Linked DNA regions of Mus musculus: region 2 is linked to region 1. A link is a contact called in public Hi-C data. All regions are on one chromosome and are shown on one strand. The core of a region is the stretch at or near the end of the contact, and the rest is flanking DNA. Distances in the headings are between cores, read along the strand shown.

Region 1 (3,458 bases), core at 224-2,723:
CCAATTAGATATAGTCTCAAGATGCAGAAGGTAGCTGAAAAAATTCTTAGTGCATGTTTGAAGACATTTTTTCTGATGGTGTTATATTTTCCTTCTGGAAATTACTTAAGAGAGGAACATGTTTTGTTTCTCAGTATGCATTTTTATTATTTGTCCTCTTTACTGCTCTGCTATGTGGTATGGTTTTGCAAAAATTAAAAACCGATTTTTTTAAGGCATTAAACTGACTTTACACTAGCCTCATGGGTAGTCTTCTACCTTTGATTTCTGCACTTAATTTTCCAAATGTAAGACATCTTTGAGTTCATCCTCCTTTATTTCTCTCTCCCTCTCCTTCTCCCTCCCCCCTCTCACACACACCCCTTTCCCCCTTACCATTCTCTTTGTTCCCTAAATTTGTTTCATTCTATATTTCCTGAGAAGTAGAGAAAGCAGTCACTCTCAGAATCTCTAAAGAATTTATAAGTATTAAAGTTCCAGTTAAATCTCTCCACCGTTTAGTGACAGGGTTTTTCATTCTGTCCAAAGCTGATTGAAGATCTTGTAACACATCTCTGTAGCTATTTCCATAGTGAAAACTCCATGCATAGAGAAAATCATAGGCAGGTTTCCACATCATCTATAAAGAAAAGAAAATATAATTAAGTGAATAACAGACAAGTAGCAAGAAAGAGAGACAGAGAGACAGACAGACAGAGAGGGAGAGGGAGACAGAAACAGAAAGACAGAGACAGAGAATTTCTTAATACTTAAAATAAAATGGAATGCCTATTATGTGAACCTTGGATGTAAAAAATATAACCATTTTATATATCCCTATGTTTCTTAAACTAGGTTGTTTTTTTAATATAATGACTGTGTCAAATCTTTTTTTTTATGTACTAACTACTGTACATGTTAATATAAAATTCCTTGCATGAAAATTTTATTATGTATATGTTCAGTGTGTTTGTGTGGTCGTGGTGGTGAATGCATGCCACAAATGCATGTGCAAGTCAGAGGATAATTTGCTGGAGCCAGTTCTCTTCTACCATGTGAGAAAAGGGGATCAAACTCAGTTGTCAGCTTCATGACAAACCTTTACCTACCAAACCATCCTATCAACACCATATTTTTTAATAATAATGAATACAATTGAATAAATTTTTAATGCTCTGACTTTTAAGGTTAAGGTTTGTTACATATATTTAATTGTATTGTGTTTAATGGTATTACATATCATGACAATGTGCTATCAAATATGCTTTGCACTTTTAATTCATTCTATTTCAGCAAATCTATACATAGACAAAACTGTAGCTTGATGATCAAATTAAAATAAAAACAAAATTATAGTTCATAACCTTGAAAACTTACTTTCATGGTACATTTATGATCCAAAGAAAGACCAACATTCTATGTTTCTTTACTTTGCTTCCCCTGAGCACCTGCCCACACCAATGACATCACTGTTTCCATAGAAATAAATGCACGTCAAAGGAAAGCTTCACATACAAGCACATAGTGATGGTTACCAAGGCAACAGGCTCAGAGGGAATGAAGACAAAGGCAAACCAAATAAGACAAATGGGAGAATACAGACATATACAGAGGTTAACATGGATTTATTTTAAGAAAATAACAAGCCATACACATATAATTAGAACATTTGGAATGTAAACATTGGTACTCACTACTTATTTGCATCATCAAATTGGCTTATTTGTAATTCTACCACTTGTAAAATGTTAAAGTGCCAACTTTGAGTTAAATATTGCATAGGATTGCTTTCTTAAAATGTTACCTCCACTAACATCAATATTCCATGTAATTGGATACAATTTTTCACTTGCCTTCACTATCACCCATACAATCTATAATTGGAATGGAAAGAATAAATCTCTACAAAATACCATTATGCTTTGTTCCAGTCCACATAAAAAAGGCTCAAAGGGTTAATATGATGTTATTTTTTTAAATTGATATTTCTGTGAAGACTTGAACACCCATCCCCTCACCTCTCTTGCAAACGTTAATTCTGAAAAATAGAGAAGGAAGTGTAATTACCAAAGTCATGTCATAGTAAGGTATAATATAAAGAAACAGAAGTCACCTTGGAGTAGTGGTTTTCTATGTGTGGGTCACTACCCCCAAAGATCACCCAAAACACTGATTTACATTATGAGTCTTAGCAGAAACAAAACTACAGTTATGAAGTAATGATAAAATAATTTTATGCTTTGCTATCACCACAACATGAGGAACTGTATTAAAGGGCTGCAGCATTAGAAAGATTGAAAACCACTACCATAGAGTTTTGCATAAAAGTTTACCCTTACTAATCCTGCTTATGGGAATTTGTATTTTCTGCCACTTAAATAAGACCAATGCAGTATCCCCTTTTCTTAAAGTTTTTTGTTGAACACAAACTATGTGCACTACTCTTACTAGTATTAGTTCATTAGCTGGGCAGTGGTGGTGCATGCCTTTAATCCCAGCATTTGAGAGACAGAGGCAGGCAGATTTCTGAGTTCAAGGCCAGCCTGGTCTACAGAGTGAGTTCCAGAACAGCCAGAGCTATTCAGAGAAACCCTGTCTCAAAAAACAAAACAAAACAACAAAAAAAAAAAAAAAGAAAGAAAGAAAAAAAGAAAAAGAAAGACAAATTAAGCCATATTAATAGAAGCTTCTGTCAGGCTCTATCTTAACTGTCACTGCTTAGATGAGAGATGTACTAAGCAGGTGACTAATCTCTGTGGACATATCTTGTCTATACATGCTCTGAATTTATATTCTACATTGAATTCACTCATTCACTAATACTGAATTAGCTGGGATAATACTTTTCAATTTTTCATGTATTGTTTATTCATATTTAATGGCCTCTCAGACTGTTCTAAGTCCCTTTGTGGCTGAGTTAAAGAAATGTATTTGGAAATATTTACAACAGGCAGTAGCTGGCAGCGCTGAGTAATAGGTGATGGCACAGAATAGCATAGAACACTACAGAAAGCAGGTATCTGTTGGGAATTTCCAGTGAGTAGTTTTGACATTATTTACTATGATGCACAAACAAGTGCCTTTATACTCATGGGTCATTATACAACCCCACTGACTTTCTGAAGCAGGCAAGCCTTGCCTACTTTGTCTTTGTCCACAACAATATATTAGTATATACAAAGAAGCCTTGAGGTACATATGAATTGACACATAAATTAGATATAACATAAATTAGAACCTACATCTCTCCATACATTTGTACAGAGTACTACATAACCCCCTCACATTAGCTAGTTTGCACAGAGCACAGAATAGGGCATCCAGGCCTAGAAATTCAGAGAAACATGGATTGATTATTGAGGTCTGATCTCTGTACTTACTCTGTAAGTCTTTTGAAAGTACAAATAAAGCACCCAGGAATACCGAAATTAATCAGAAATGTACGGGAGGATATTGCCTTAAACTCATCTGAGAGACCC
Region 2 (3,454 bases), core at 305-2,804, 480 kb before region 1:
CAACAGCAGAATAGCTCCTTAATAAATTATGCAGGAAATACAATCAAGTTAGAGACTCAGGTTGGCATGGCAGCTATGAGGAGCTAGGAGAGAGAGGGGAAAAGGAAGGAGGATCAACACACACACACACACACACACACACACACACACACACACTACACACACACACACACACACACACACACACACACACACACACACACACGAGAGAGAGAGAGAGAGAGAGAGAGAGAGAGAGAGAGCGCCTTTTCATTATCAGGTAGTTATTTTATTGATTTTGGTGGCTTCCTTGCAATTCTTCCTACATGAGCAAACAAAATGTTTGTTAGGTCTGCCCCTGACCTGAAACAAAACAAAACAAAACAACCCCCCCCCCAAAAAAAACCCAATATTGTTTTCTGAGTAGATAAGCACACTTTAAAGTGAGTTACTCTACCATTAGGATGGCATTACATTTCTTACTGCTGTTTGTTTAACTGGTGGCCTTGAACTTACAACAGAATATTCAGAAGTGAGTATGAGAAAGGTAGCAAGGCAAATTGAAAGCAGTGCTTTCTGAGACAATGCTCATCTTTCCTCAGACCTTTCAGAGGCTCAGCTCACTTTCCATTTTGGTCATATCACTGTTGCATCGGTGCACCTTGAGCATACTGCCCACATATAAACAGATAACTACCCCTTGCTTGCTCTTTGTACAATAAAATGATGTAACATTTTCAGTAAAAGACATAAACAAGTGAGTTTGCCCTTGTCAGGTGTAACCCTGTAAAGACTAACACTGGTCAGTCTTGCAGAATCCTCAAACTGACCCTCCTCCCCTCAAGTTTAAATAAAGCCATTCATTTTAGTTTTAAATCCAGTGAAGAGGAAAAAAGCTTCCCTAATACACAAAAAGACAATATAAACCAGCAGAGCTTGTCAATTGGAACCTACAGGCAGAGGAGTATTATAATATTGTTTTCCCAGGAGACAGTGACTAAGGCACGCACACACTGACCATCCCCGAAAAGAGGTAAAGAGAGAGTGAAATGGCTCAACGTACACACACCCCGCTCCATACCGGGGACGAGTCTCCGAGCTGCGGCGTGTGCTCTCGGAGAGCCAGGCTGAAGCTGACCGCCCCCACGGCCACGCTGGACACCCCCAGCCCTATCTCCAGCACAGAGAGCACCAAAAGGCTCCCAATGATCTGGCCGCTGGTGCACATTCTCCTTGGGTCATCATTCCTTCCAGCTCAGAGATGAAAGCTGATCATCTACCTTCTTTCTTCCAAAGTCCTCCTCAGCCCCTTCCGCCCCCTACCACAGTCCAGCTCCTCAAACTTTTCTTTCTTCACCAGCAAAACATTATCCACAAGGTCTGGATTTTCAGAACCAGAGAACCATTTCCGTGGGCCTGGCCAGAGAAGACAGCTAATCCAGCCCGTGGCGGGTTCACACAGGGACTGTTGAGCGATGGGTGGGAGTCCAGAAGCTTTTATTGAGGAGCCAGGCTCTGGAGAACGGACTCTGGATCGGAAGCCTTGCCAGTGTCGGAGGCGCAGTCCAGAGTTCTGCCGTGTCTCTGCTCTGCGCCCCCAGGAGCCTTCCGCACCTCTCTGGCTCCCTTCTTCCTGGCGGAGGAACCAAGCTTGATTTCCTAGTAATAAAGGGGAGCTGCTTACAACTCCTCTCCGCCTGTCCTCTCGCCTTCCCTCCTTTGTTTTCCTGTCTGCGCAAAGTGCTTCTGTGAGTCTCTAGGTCTCTAGGCAGAGCGGGTGGATGGTATTCAGCACCACGTTCCTAGCACTTGCTGTGTCGCCAGAAAAAGCGACCTTGTCTGATGGCCTCTTTCCGTCTGGATTTTTTTCCCCCGTTGTTGTCCTCTTCCTCCCCCCTCTCTTGAATCTGATTCTCTCTCATTGCTATGACCTCATTGGGGTTTAGGAGGCTAACGGAGGAGGGAGAATCCTGATGTATTTGTGGGTCTAGGACCAATACTCTTGGCTGACCTCTGATTCGCCCCGCCCCTGCACCCAACCTAAGTATCCTAAACTCGTTACTCCTCTACTCAATTCCTCTTGGGTTTCTGCCTCAGACAGGAGGGGTGGCTATGCCTGGTCCTTATATCAATATAGGCTCATTCTATGCAAAACTTTCCTCTACATGTACTTTTCTCTGGTTCAGGAGCAAAGGAAAACCAAGTGCACGGAAATAGAAAGAAGCCAGACCCCTGATTATACAAAGATTTGAGCGGACCCTCATTGGAGGACTCATTTATATCAGTGAGCCCAGACTGGAGCCTGCTCTTTAAGAGAGAGGGTCCATTCTGCTATCACTACTTTGTACCTTCTTATCCTAGAGGGAAGAAGCTGTCTGCTGGAGGCATATTTTCCTTGATAGCTACATACCTGAGAGGCATAGTCAGAAGCAGCTTACAGAGACCCTGTGTTGTTATCTCATTTCAGTTGAGATACATACACTTAAGTACTACACCAGAACAAGCATTACTTATAAACAGAGAAAAAGTCTGACCTAGTACAAAACTGATTTTGACCATCTTCAATTCTGAATCATTATGGCAGGGACTCAAGCGTGGGCTGTGTGATTTTGTTGCTCTTTCTGGTGAATTTTGGGAGCCTAGATATAGTGGAATTGCTTATATTTTACTGATCCCCCCCCCCCCCCCAGGAAACATCTCAAGGTGTTCTACTGAAAATTTTCTGGATGAGTTCTGAGTTATGGATTCATCAACCATCTTTCTCAAGAACTTATTCTTCAGTTAGAGATGCGTTGAAGGGAAATATAGACAAAGGGGACCACAATATGAGGGCATCTTTGCCTCTGCCCACATGCAGACAAATACACAGTAAGCTCCTTTGGGATTACATGACGCATTTTTTATTTTCAAGAACCAATGTGAGGAAACAGAAGCCCTAATTCTGCCCCAGGAGTGTCAGTTTTACCTTTATATATTTGATTCAGAACATGCTTCATAGCTTAACTTCTACACTCTCATTTCTTTTTTTATGATATGCTTATTTTACAAGTTTTAGAACTTGAGAAAAAGAAAATCAAAGAAGGATTGCGAGTTATTAAATGTTAAGGAATTTTCAGCTATTGTGATATTCAGAGCACAACTTATATAAGTGATGTTGACTGATAATTAGTGATGTTCCTTTCCACTTCTCAAAACATTTCCCTCCAGATAACCAGTTTCCAGAATTTCTCAAGCAGTTTGTGGATTTAAAAAAGCAATACTTATGATATTTAAATATTGTATAAGTCAAACGTAAACAGAAATGAGACATCTATGCTACTTCACTTCTGGTTTGAATTTAGCTACTTTGTTTTGTCTTTCTATTTTTTATTCTTTTGGAGGAAGAAAACAAGTTATGATCATCAAAAGGTATTAGTGTAGTTTTCTGTGGAAAAGAATTACCCTGGGAGAGAATTATAGTGAACACTCATTTGAT

Evidence for each region. Hi-C and Micro-C count contacts between places; a contact is called where the count stands out from the background.
Region 2: a Hi-C map of cortical neurons shows a contact between it and region 1. The contact joins the promoter of Tmem196 here to the enhancer-like site in region 1. A contact is called at or near these places in 7 of 39 promoter capture datasets (the 3T3-L1 cell line, 3T3-L1-derived adipocytes, frontonasal cranial neural crest and 4 more), 1 of 484 Hi-C or Micro-C datasets (cortical neurons), 5 of 115 datasets of contacts at active chromatin or transcription factors (astrocytes, embryonic forebrain, embryonic stem cells and 2 more) and 2 of 9 other capture datasets (embryonic stem cells and liver).

What each region holds. Positions count from the first base shown.
Region 1 is chr12:119,462,621-119,466,078 of GRCm38.p6, reverse strand. It overlaps Macc1 (metastasis associated in colon cancer 1), which reads right to left. Exons shown (of 4, transcript NM_001163136.1): 4 at 1-619. The coding sequence ends at 407. Among named protein-coding and RNA genes, the nearest start is that of Macc1, 21 kb to the right of the region's middle. Within about 2 kb of position 1,473, at least 35 of the 459 cell types and tissues checked have an H3K27ac peak or open chromatin away from gene starts, as enhancers often do. A contact at or near this core is called in cortical neurons and neural progenitor cells, where this site is marked.
Region 2 is chr12:119,944,227-119,947,680 of GRCm38.p6, reverse strand. It overlaps Tmem196 (transmembrane protein 196), which reads right to left and starts at 1,554. Exons shown (of 5, transcript NM_001294154.2): 1 at 1,061-1,554. The coding sequence starts at 1,207.